Regions from separate parts of the Sus scrofa genome. Here region 2 is linked to region 1. A link is a contact called in public HiChIP or PLAC-seq data. All regions are on one chromosome and are shown on one strand. Each heading gives the region's core, a stretch centred on a gene start, on an enhancer-like site or on the middle of the called end of the contact. The rest is flanking DNA. Distances are from core to core; before and after follow the strand shown. Region 1 holds the start of HTRA1 (serine protease HTRA1). Region 2 overlaps HTRA1 (serine protease HTRA1).

Region 1 (6,105 bases), core at 1,657-4,156:
CTCCCCTCCCCCTCCCCCCTGGCAACCACACATCTGTTCTCCAAGTTCATGATATTCCTCCAGCTCCTTAGTTTCTGGTCCTGTGGATCAGGAAAGGCAGCAGGAGACCCCAACCATCCTGGGTCCTTCATGCACCTGGGTGGCCCCAGGCAGGAGAGCTTTCTCCTTCTGGGAAGCGCAGACCTGGCTGCTCTGCTCCACTTCAGAAGCCTCATTTCCTAACCCAGGCTCTGGCAGCCATGGTGCTTCATTGTTCATTATTCATGAATAGACCTGACTTTGTTCAAAATTAAAAGCTTGCATGCTGTAAATGTGGGCTTCAGAGAGGATGGCCGGGAACTCATCTGGGTGGCTTCAGAGCTGCCCCCTTTTCTCTGGAAATAGTCTCTCTATGAATCTGTAGTGAGAAAGAAATGACTTTTCATGAGGTATTTTTTCAAGAGGTAGTCAAAAAAAATGCATCTTTTAAGAAACTGTCTTTAGGAGTTCCCGTCGTGGCTCAGTGGTTAACGAATCCGACTAGGAACCATGAGGTTGTGGGTTCGATCCCTGGCCTTGCTCAGTGGGTTAAGGATCTGGTATTGCCGTGAGCTGTGGTATAGGCCAGCGGCTGCAGCTCTGATTCGACCCCTAGCCTGGGAACTTCCATATGCTGTGGGAGTGGCCCAAGAAAATGGCAAAAAGACAAAAAATAAATAAATAAAAAATAAAAGAAACTGTCTTTATAAATGGCATCAGAGGGGAGAGAAATAAAAGAGAGAAAGAGTAAACTTTCAGATTGAAAACACTATTTCCAGCTATGGAGGCGTTAAGACAAAGGGAAGCTCAATGAAGGGCCCACGATGCCACATTTCACCTCATTTATCGTGTCCTTCCGAATGTTTGTCTTTTTAGGGCCAAACCTGTGGCATATGGAAGTTCCCCGGCTAGGGGACAAACTGGAGCTGCAGCTGCTGGCCCATACCACAGCCACAGCAACACCAGATCTGAGTTACATCTGTGACCGCGCCACAGCTTGTGGCAGCGCCAGATCTTAACCTACTGAGTGAGGCCAGGGATTGAACCCACATCCTCCTGAATACTAGTTGGGTTCTTAACCACTGAGCCACAGCGGCAACTCCATTTTTTTTTTTTTTTTTTTTTTTTTTTTTTTTTGCCTTTTCTTGAGCCACTCCCGCGGCATATGGAGGTTCCCAGGCTAGGGGTCGATCCGAGCTGTAACCACCGGCCTATGCCAGAGCCACAGCAATGTGGGATCCGAGCCACATCTGCAACCTACACCACAGCTCACGGCAACGCCAGATCCTTAACCCACTGAGCAAGGCCAGGGATTGAATCCGCAACCTCATGGTTCCTAGTCGGATTTGTTAACCACTGCGCTACGATGGGAACTCCCAATTTTTTGTTTTGAAACAGTGAGTTCACCCTGCAGTCTGGCCACTTGGCTGTTGGGTGGAGGATGGGTCTTCTTCAGGCCCCAGGATGCTGCGCCTCCTGCTTCCAGGCCTTCGGTCCTAGGGACCCCTCTGGTACTTAAGACACTGACATGCCTCACATTTAGGAGGTGACTTGGGGTGGGTGGGGATTATACCTATTTGGATATTACTTTTAAATTGTTTTCGTTGGAAAAGTACTGCGTGCACAAGGGAACAACCCACATGCAGAATAGTCAAAAGTCGCTCGACCTCCAGGGCCCCCTCCCCTCCCCAGGAAGGTCATCTCAGCCCAGCGGCCAGCCCAAAAGACTTTTGGGAGTTTCTGCCCCATCCGGGCCCAGGACTGTGTGAGCCTGCCTCCTGCCAGGTCCTCAGGCTCAAGCTTTGCCCATCTGCTACGCGTTGGTTCAGTGGCCGCCGCCCACCGGCCTGGCACGGCCAGGGCTCAGGGACCCACCTCCAGGGTCGCCCCGCTCCTCCTGGCGGCACCTAGACTGGCGTCTGTCTAAAATGATGCACCCAAGACTGTCGAGTGGGAGATCAATGGCGAGCTCTTCTACTTAATGTTTTGAGATAATCATGCCCGCGGTGAAAAATTCAAACAGTACAACGCCCCCTTTCCCACCCCAAACTCCCCCTTCCCTATCCAATCCCTGGTGTTAGAAGCTTCTCGCGTCTCCTTCCGGAGCTGTTCTGTGCATGTACAAGCACACATCTCACCCATAACAACTTTTTAAAAGAATTTGATTCCCATGGCTATATTCTAATTACTTCTGCTCTTTGCTTTTTTCACTTAACCGTGGGTCAGCGCTGGCTCTCTGCCAGCCCCGCGGGCCCCGCCTTCTTTGCACACAGGGTCCACGGTCATGGTCGCGCGTGCCCAGCACGGGGGTCAGTTCCAGAGAGGTACCCATCCTCCTCCTCTGGAGCGCGTGACCAGGGCCAGCGGTGCCACCGCCGCCCGGGGGGGGGTCTGGGCGACGGCCCCTCCCGCGGCGGGGGCGGGTCCCCAACTTGGCAATTTGCAGGAACTTTCCCTGGCGCTCGCGCGCGGGGCCCCAGCAGGTTCTCCGGTGCGGAGCCTCTTTTTGGTTTTAAGGTCGCCAGCCGCGGTGAGGGAAGCCGAGACAGGCGGATCCGTGGGAAGCGGAGACCGGGAAACCGAGCCCCGCGAGCGGGCGGACCCATCCGCACGCCGCCCCGCCCGCGCCCACGAGCCCCGCCGTGCCCGGGCGCGCCTGCCCAGCCCCCGCCGCGGGCGGTCCCCGGTCCAGCCGCCCGCCCGCCCTCCCGCCATCCGGCCGGCCCCCCTCCCGGGCGCCGTGCCCGTCCCCAAGGCGGCTCGTCACCGCTGCGAGGCCAATGGGCTGGGCCGCGCGGCCGCGCGCACTCGCACCCGCTCGCCCGGAGTCCCTCCCGCGCTCTCCCCGGCACTGCTCTCCGGCCCTCGCCCAGCCCGCCGCCGCCGCCGCCGTACGAGCCGCCATGCAGCCCCCGCGCGCCTCGTTCCTCCCGCTGCTGCTGCTGCTGCTGCTCGCGGCGCCCGGCTGGCGCTGCCGCCCCGGGCGGGCCGCTCGGCGCCTGGCGCCGCCGGGTGTCCGGAGCGGTGCGAGCCGGCGCGCTGCGCCCCGCCGCCGGGACACTGCGAGGGCGGCCGCGTCCGCGACGCGTGCGGCTGCTGCGAGGTGTGCGGCGCGCCCGAGGGGGCCGAGTGCGGCCTGCAGGAGGGCCCGTGCGGCGAGGGGCTGCAGTGCGTGGTGCCCTTCGGGGTGCCCGCCTCGGCCACGGTGCGGCGGCGCGCGCAGGCCGGCCTCTGCGTGTGCGCCAGCAACGAGCCGGTGTGCGGCAGCGACGCCAACACCTACGCCAACCTGTGCCAGCTGCGCGCTGCCAGCCGCCGTTCCGAGAGGCTGCACCAGCCGCCGGTCATCGTCTTGCAGCGCGGCGCCTGCGGCCAAGGTATCTGCGCTCTGGGGAGCTCCCCAGTCTCGCCGGGTCCCGACCCGCTCCGGCGGAACGGAAGGGCCAGGCCGGGGGCGGCGAAGTGTTGCGGGCTGTTCCGGGCACCCACTGGCTGGGGGAGGCGGGCACCGGCCCTCGGGGTGACAGAATTGCGCGGGATCCCTCGGAACCGAGCTTTGCGCCCAGCCTGGGTCAGTTCCTCGCGCAGCGGGTCCCGGACGCGCTGTGTCCGGAAGCCAGGAGCCGGGGTGATGGGGTATCCTCCAGGAAAGGCCCGCTGCTGGATCCCCGCGGGAAGGCACACCGCGTCAGGGTTCGGGGACAAACAAGGCAGGAACGTGGATATAAAAAGTTGAAAAGTTTGGGGCCACAAGGACTAGGTTCTGTGGCTTCTTTCCCTTCCTTTTTGGCTTCTGCCCGCGTTCTGCTCGCCCTTTAAAATTAACCATGCATTCATTTTTATTATGGATACTGTCGTGGAAACTTTTAACTTTTTATTTGAAAGGGGCATTGTTGCTTGTCCGGCACCCCTGTTTCCCCAGGAGACCCCCTGGCCGGACACGGGTTTAGTACAGCAGGCGTTGCAGCAGCAGCACTGCCTGCCTTGCTTCCCATGATTGGAGCCAGCCCTACAAAAATGAAAGTGGCTCCTTTTGAATAAGCAGATGACGGAAAATGCCGAGGAAGGAATGCGGGGGGGGGGGGCATGTTAGGGATGAGGAAGTGTCCCCCTCTCCCTCCTTAAACATCTTTTCTGTATCAACAAGTCTGGTCCTGGCAGGGGAGGTAGTGGTGTTGGGGCGAAGGGTGGAGCGAACGGCGGGAGCTTCCAGAGGGATGCTTCTCGTCTTCAGTCCCAGAGACCATGTGGAAAAACAATACGGAGTTCAGCTGCGGCCAATCCAGCGGTATAGGGACGGGCCAGCCCTGCTTGGCAGTGCACTTGGCCGCAGCCACTGGCTGCCTCCTCACTACTGACAGTGCATGGAAAGGGAGGGGGGAGCCCAGTGAGAGGGGCCGGTCTTGGTTTTCTTTGTAGGAATATGGTCCAGCCCTGGGGCCTGGCGCACTTTGGCCAACACAGAGAGGAAGGTGCCAGAGCAGTGTAGGTCAAACAGAAACTGCGGATCCGACCAACACGGGAGCAGGGAGCCAGCCTTGGCCCTCAGGAAACAGCCTGGTTAGCACGTGGAGGAGAATTATTCCAGGCAGAATTGAACCTGTGGAGTCCAAGGGGTGGGCCTGACAACACACATGAATTGAGTCCTTGTGCCAGGCATGTCACTCTTGTGACCACACTTGGCCTTCGAAGAGGAGGGAGCCTTTGCTGCCATTCCTGATTTATAGGTGGGGGGACTGGGGTTAAATTTCTTACCCAGGGCCATGTAGCTAGAATTTGAACCCAGACAACCTTACTCAGAAGCAGCCCGGTGCTTAACCCTGAGCTGGGAAAGAGAGGTCAGGCAGGGTGAAGGAAGTTTCTGGAGGGCCCCAAGTGCGCCCGAGGTCGAGTAGGAGGCAGGCGGATCGAAGTCTTGTCTGGGAGGTGGTGAATAGATCGGTGTGGCTGGGGACATTTGGGGAAGGCATCAGAAGTGACCTAGACTAGTGGCACAGAGTCCCAGGGCCAAAGAGGATGGGCCGGGCTGCTGTGTACTCAGATGCTCTTGAACCAGGGCAATTCAAAAAAAAAAAAAAAAGCCTGAGTAGGATGCACCTAACAGAACACACCAGGGCGCGGAGTTCGGGCTAATGCAATAGTCTGGGTGTGAGGGGATGATTTTAGAAAAGCACATGCATGTTTTTGTCAAAAACAAGCCAGCGCTTAGTGTTTGTGGTCTCGCTGCGGGGTCCAGAGTAACTGGCACGCTTCAAGCACCTAATTTACTGCCAGTGAGGTGGAGTCACTTAGCAAGCTTCGGAGTTGGCAGAGTCATTAATACTGGAGGGAAGCAGGTCCTCTCCCAGGGGCCCTTAGGCCCGCAGCAGGCTCCTGGGAGAGCCGGGAGGCTGGGGATGGGGGGGTGTGGCCACAGAAGGATGAGCTTGGCAGCCTGGAAAGGAGGGAGAGACGGAGAGGGTGCAAAGCTGTTCTCCTCTGTTCCTCTTTGTGCAAAAGAACTCAGCTCTGCGGTGTGTCTGGCACTGTGTGTGTGTGTGTGTGTGTGTTGTGTATGTGTGTGCGTGCACGTGCACCTGGCACATAGGAGGCAGGTGTGGGGGGAGTGATGAATGAATAGACAAATGAATGAAAAAACAAGAGGCCCTGGACAGTCATGGCCACGTGGCCTGTCCTCAGCGGAAGGCTTTGCTTTTGCGGTCCTCTCCCCCATCAACCCTCCACCCTTGTCTTTCTGGGGGTACCTCTGAGGACGGGGAGCCTGGGAGCCCAGCCTTCGTTTAGGGGAAGCCCTGCCCACGAGCAGGTCACCGATGTCATTGCTAAACCCAGTGACCTGGCTGCAGCTCTGGCTGAGAGGCTTGGCGCGAGCCCTGTTTTAGCTGAAGTGGCCACGGGAGGCCTTCTGGAGGACGTGCTGCTGGACCAGAGGCCTGGAGTTGGGGCGAGCAGTACGAGGATGTGGGGAAGGGGCTTCTGAGACAGGAGCGGCTTCACGATGCACGAGATCCCCAGGAGGGTTTGTGTGGATTGGAGATCGATGGGGAGGGAGGTAGGACGCGCGGGTGAGCCGCGCCTGCAGGTCAC
Region 2 (5,887 bases), core at 217-2,716, 35 kb after region 1:
GAATATTTGAGAATATTTGTTTCTTTCGGCCAGAGTGCAAGACGGGGGATGTATTGCGGAAGATGGGAAAGGACAGTTACTTTTGTCCCAGCTGTTCGTCCAGCTGTGTTGCTCGGGAAACAGGCGGGAGGAAGGCATATGTCTTGTGTTTGATGATTGCAATGTTTGGATCGTGTCCTGTGTGCCCTGTATAAACCCTGTTTCCCCCTGTTCTTACAGAGAGAGCCTAAACTCCTTACTAGGGCCTTGAAGGCCCACCCAGCCTGATGGGCACCCCGCTCTCCCATTCTCTTTGATCCCCCATCCCTCCCCCACGCTGCTTGCCCTGCTGTCTGCTGCCAGCTCCTACAAAGGGGGGCTCTTCTCCTGGGGCCTTGCCTTGCCTCCCGGGGCCGGAGGCGGGTGTCCCCTTCCAGCGCCTCCGTAGAGGATCTTCCCGGCCTCTGGATAAATTCTGCCCCAGACAGCCCTTCTTGCCCCTTGTCCCAGTCCACCCCCGTCACTCCGGGGACACAGAGCCCCAGAGGTGATCGCATTCCTTTCATGTTCCCTTCCTCCCATCCTCATCATAGCTTCAGTTGTCATATTGACTTCTGGGTTTAAGTTTCCCCCTGCTGCTGCCGTGTGAGGGGCACACCTGTCTTGCTCACTTGTCATGTAGTAGGTGCCCAGCGACAGTGCCCTGAGTGTGCACGCAGAGCCCTCTGCTCAGAAGGAGGCAAGGCCTGTGGGCTGGGGGAGCAGGAGGGCCCTGGGGCTCCTGCTGCGAGCTGAGCCCCACCTTCCAGACAAGGAGGTGACCACGTGGCAGGCTGGTGACAGAGCAGCACTCCCGGCTCCCCAGACTCTGAGGCCAATGCTTGTTGGATCCCAGGGGTTGCCTGAAGTGTGGGTGGCTTTGCCGGGGCCTGTAGCTCTGTGCTCATTGGGAGCTCAAAGCCCTGGGAGGTGGTGCAGTTACCTGTGGGTGCGTTTCCCTGACGCCAGCAACTAGGGGAATATTTGGAAGCAGCCTCGGGGAGGCTGGCGAGGTGGTTTTTCAGCCTCACCTCCAGGCCTGCATCCGGCCCTGGGCAGCTCTGAGCCAGATGCCACCTATGGCCCTGTTTGAAGTGGCTGAAGTGTGAGACCCCTGGGCCTGGGGGTGCTTCGTTGGCAGAGGGTCCTCTCACCGCTGAGCTGGCTGCAGAGGCCAGAAAAGCTGACGCCACCTGTCATCAAGTTCAGAACTGGGGTCCCTCTGGGGGCGAGGGGCCCTCCATGCACGAGCCCCAGGAGCTGTCGAGGCGGCCCTGGTCTCTGCAGGCCGGCCCCTCGGAACCTGGCCTGCCCCGACTTCTCTGAGCAAGGAGGGTCCAGGCGGCCTGGGGATGGTGGCGAGGGAGGGGTGGCATGTACCAAGCATGACTCATGCCCCCCGTGCCTGCAGCCAGTTCTCCTCAGACAACCTGATTGTCAGAAGGCGCTGACTCAGCCGCCCGAGCTTGTCCCAGAGTGAATCAGATAAGGCCGAGCCCGTGCTGGACCAGCTCTGCATCTTCTGCGGCCCGTCCCTCATCCTGGTAACGTTGGCGGGAGCCTGGAATGTGGCTTCCAGTACCATAGTTACCCTCGTATTGTGTTTCTGTGTTTTTCCATTTTGAATTCTTTTCCCCACTGCCTCTGTCCTGGTTGTTTTGTGGTCTCTCCTCTCTCTCTCTCCCTGAGCTCAAAGGCCCGCGTGGCATTGGCTGAAGAGGCCACAGACCTTACTGGGGCTACAAGGCTCCTGTTACCGTATGGATTTTTACCATTTTTAGGGGGAGGTGAATCCATATTTCATGAGGTGAGGTCAAGCCAGACGCTGAAGTGGAAGCAGCTTTTTGCTCTGGACTGGCCTTGGTCCAGAGGCTAACAGGGACGTGGCTGCTTATTGTTCAGAGTGCAGCTTCTTGTGGAATGTGAAAATATTTCAGTTCCCCAAACTATCAAAACCGAGCCCTTGTGTGTTCTCTGGATCCATTTCAAGAACTTAGTTGATTGTTAAGGAAATTCTTTGGCTATGTTTTTCTCTTAATATGGTAATGCTTTTTTTTCCCCCCCCATGTTGGCGTTCTCTCTTCAGGGGATTGGACTAAGACTCTGATTTTTGGTTCTGACCAAGTGACTCCCAGGTTGTTGGGACTGAATTTGTAGGTGAATGTCTCCTGTCCCTTTTGCTGAGTGGGGAGGGCAGCGTGGATGCCGTGTGCCAGTTCAGTGAGTGTGGAGCAGGGTCTAGGGACCCAGGGGTTGGCCAGCTGTGGCCTACAGTCCAAATCCGGCCCTCCAGCTGTTTGTGTAAATAAAGTTTTATTGAAACACAGCGTGCCCATTTGCTTTTGTGGAGTCTGTGGCTGCTTTTGCTCCACAGCAGCAGAGTTGAGTAGCTGGATTGGAGACCCCGTGGCCTGTGAAACTGAAAGCACTTACTTTGTGGCCTTTCAGAGAAAGAGCTTTGCCAGCTCCAACGGAAGATGATTAGCACGTTGTTCTAGAGGAGCCCAGTGTGCTTGGAACAAAATGTGCTTTTAAGACTCGCGTGAGGGAGTTCCCGTTGTGGCACAGCAGAAACGAATCCAACTAGGAACCATGAGGTTGCGGGTTGGCTCCCTGGCCTCACTCAGTGGGTTAAGGATCCGGTGTTGCTATGAGCTGTGATGTAGGTCGCAGTTGTGGCTCGGATCCTGCGTTGCTGTGGCTGTGGTATAGGCTGGCAGCTGTAGCTCCAATTAGACCCCTAGCCTGGGAACCTCCAGATGCTGTAGGTGTGGCCCGAAAAAGACAAAAGACAAAAAAAAAAAAAAAAAAAAAGACTCGGGCGACCTCAGGGGAAAAGGACAGAGCAGCTGATCTCATTTGCTCTTATTCTTGGGGAGACTGTGTTTCTTTGCTGGAGAAGATGCTTCGGTCTTGCCTGATTAAACAGAGAGAGGCCTTAGTTCTGACCCATTTCTCAGTTATATCAATAGAGAAGAATTTTGTGAGTCCAAAGATGTTTTGCACATTATTATCCAATTTTAAAAGTCCTAATGATCTCTTAAGGTCTAGTTGGTCCATTCTTTCAGTTATTCTTTATTCACTCATAGAGTCTATACATATTTATTGAGCATCTCTTGGCCAAGCACTGTGTTAGGTTCTGAGGATGTGCCAGCAATGGGCAAAAGCCGCGGAGCTCACATGTGGTGCAGGGACAGGTAAGCTAGACTGGGGTGATAGGTACAAAGAAGAAACAGAGGGAGGACGCGGTGGAAGGCCCCGGGGCTGTGAAGTTGTCTGAAGGTAGTGAAGACAGAGAGGCTTAACGAGGAGGTAACATCCAAGCTGAGACATGAAGGATAGATAGAGCCAGCCAAGGGGGAGAGTGGGGGCCACGAGAGCTGCTTAGTTTTCCTTCTCTGCCTTGCCTGAGACCTTGCCTTTGGACCACGTGCAGACGTATTTCCCAGTGAGTTTAGGAGAGCCCCCTCCAGAACACGAGCTGATGCTTCTGGATAGTTCCTCTGCCTGTTGTCTGCGTCTCTTATTGTTCTTTGGGATTCCTGGTCTAACTCTGGAAAGCTCCAACTTTTTATGAGGTCAGTCTCCTGAGAGTCTAGAAGTGCAAGGGGTTTGTAATGAGCTGGTGACCTCTCGGTCATGGCAGAGTGGAGGCTATTTCCCAGAGTGGCTTCCTAGAACCATCTAGACTGCTTTCTATGGCAGGGCAGAAATAAGACATTCTGATGAACTGAGGACTCATGGTCTGATAAATGTGCTAATCAAGAAGTCCCTTTTGTTAAGTAAGGCACAAGAATCTGCTAATAAGAACATATGTTTCATGGTATGTCCCTCTCTGCTTTGGCTACCAGGCAGCTCCTAGAAACCCTTGGCCCTGTGGTTAGAATATTTTCTATGCCACCATTTTATGTCATGAATATACAAGTTAACTTATTGTAATGAGCCTCATGTAGAGGAGTTTATATGTCTTTAAGGATTAAAAAAAATAGGAGTTCCTGTTGTGACTTAGCAGGTTAAGAACACTACATAGTGTCCGTGGGGATGCAGGCTTGATCCCTGGCCTTGCTCAGTGGGTTAATGATCTGGCATTACCATAAGCTACGGTGTAGGTCATAAATGTGGCTCAGATCCCACTTTGCTGTGGCTGTGGCTGTGCCCTGTTGCTGCAGCTCGGATTCGACCCCTAGCCTGGGAACTTCCATATGCTGCAGGTGTGGCTGTAAAAAGGAAAAAAAAAAGAATTAAAAAAATTTTTTACAAGAGTGTTATATCCTGGTCAATTTCCCTGCATATAGGACCATACAAGCTCTAAATAGTAGCAGATAAGGAGCCACTGTGTCTTTAATTCAGTTCGGCAGCTAGCAAGTGGCTGCTGTGTGTTGTGCACGGAACCAACCAGAGTTGAGACCACGCCTGCTCCCAGCAGGGAAGGTGGGCAAGGGTTGCGCCTTTGTCCACCTGAGCCCGGAGCCTGCAACGTGATAGACGCCTAAAAACCAGGCTGCATCCAGCATCAGTTATCCAGACGTAAATGCCTGGCCTTGGCTCACCCCAAATATTGGACTAAACCCAATTTTTAAATCCTGATGCATCTTTTAAGATCTGGTTTGTTTATTCATGTGTTCACTTTCACATCCATTGATTTTCATAATATTGGGTGGCCAACCCGTGTTGTGGCAGCAGTGGCCAACTTGACGTCACCAGAGAAGAGGGGAGGGATTAAAAGTGGAGGGGCTGACGGATGGGGATGCGTTCCCTACGCCCGATGAGGATGAGACGATCCGTTTCCTTCTCTCGATGCCCCAGAATATATATAGTCCCTGGCCATGGGGCTCCCCTGTAGAACTGTTGACGTTTTGTCGTTTACACCGCAAGACTTACTCTTGCTGTTTTTGACTATTTGAAATGCCAGAGCTTCTTGATGCAGCTTTCAGGAGACTAAATATTGTGGCGATGGTTCATAAACAGTGAGGGAGGAGGAGAGGGCGGTTTCGTTCGTTCTTTCCCTCTTTTGTTTTTGCGTGGCCATCCCCTGTTCTTTTCCTCTTTCCTTCCGTCTCCCCCACTTCTCTTATTTCTCCCATCTGAACCTCCCCGCCCCCACCCCAGCCACCCTCCCCCTCGTTCCCCCCCTTCCCCTCCTCCCCTGCTGGAGGGCAGCTATAATATGTCACTTTGGGGACACGGATGGTGGTGACTTGACCACCCCCGTTCTTCCCACACGTACTGCCTCCGTGTCATGTAGCAGGTCCTTCCCAGCCGGCCTCTGGGCTCACCTGCTCACTGCCCACCCCCATCCCTTGATGTACCCTTGACCTTGTCATCACTGAAAACCTCCCCCACCTCTAATCTGAATCCCAAGCGTCTCATTCTTGGTCTGTCACCTCTTTTTCTGGCGTGGCTGCTTTATGGGCACATGACCTGTGCACTCACAGGCTCCATGCTTGAGGGGTTAGTGCTCTGAGGTGTCCATTTTATTTTATTTTATTATTTGTTTATTATTTATTTTTGTCTTTTTAGGGCCACACTCACCACCCATGGAGATTCCCAGGCTAGGGGGCGAATTGGAGGTGTAGCCACCAGCCTACACTACAACCGCAGCAACGCCAAATCCGAGCCATATCTGCAACCCACACCACAGCTCATGGCAATGCCGGATCCTTAACCCACTGAGGAGGCCAGGGATCCAACCTGTGTCCTCATGGTGCTCGTTGGATTCGTTTCCTCTGAGCCACGATGGGAACTCCTGAGGTCTCGGTTTCAATTTTATCTTTGAATTTGTGTTTTGTGGGTTTGGTGAGACGGTGGAGTGCGTGCTGGGGCTTGGCCTCTCGGGCCCACAGGGTTCTCCTCCTGCTGCCTTCCCAGG

Evidence for each region. HiChIP or PLAC-seq counts read pairs in DNA pulled down with a chosen protein or histone mark.
Region 2: an H3K27ac HiChIP or PLAC-seq map of skeletal muscle shows a contact between it and region 1. The contact joins the enhancer-like site here to the promoter of HTRA1 in region 1. A contact is called at or near these places in 6 of 47 Hi-C or Micro-C datasets (brain, embryonic fibroblasts, fibroblasts and 2 more) and 1 of 2 datasets of contacts at active chromatin or transcription factors (skeletal muscle).

What each region holds. Positions count from the first base shown.
Region 1 is chr14:132,040,138-132,046,242 of Sscrofa11.1, forward strand. HTRA1 (serine protease HTRA1) reads left to right here and starts at 2,907. Exons shown (of 11, transcript XM_003133208.4): 1 at 2,907-2,982; 2 at 2,985-3,395. The coding sequence starts at 2,922.
Region 2 is chr14:132,076,440-132,082,326 of Sscrofa11.1, forward strand. The region is part of intron 5 of HTRA1 (serine protease HTRA1); the gene reads left to right. Among named protein-coding and RNA genes, the nearest start is that of HTRA1, 36 kb to the left of the region's middle. Within about 2 kb of position 1,467, at least 36 of the 83 cell types and tissues checked have an H3K27ac peak or open chromatin away from gene starts, as enhancers often do. A contact at or near this core is called in embryonic fibroblasts, skeletal muscle and subcutaneous adipose tissue, where this site is marked.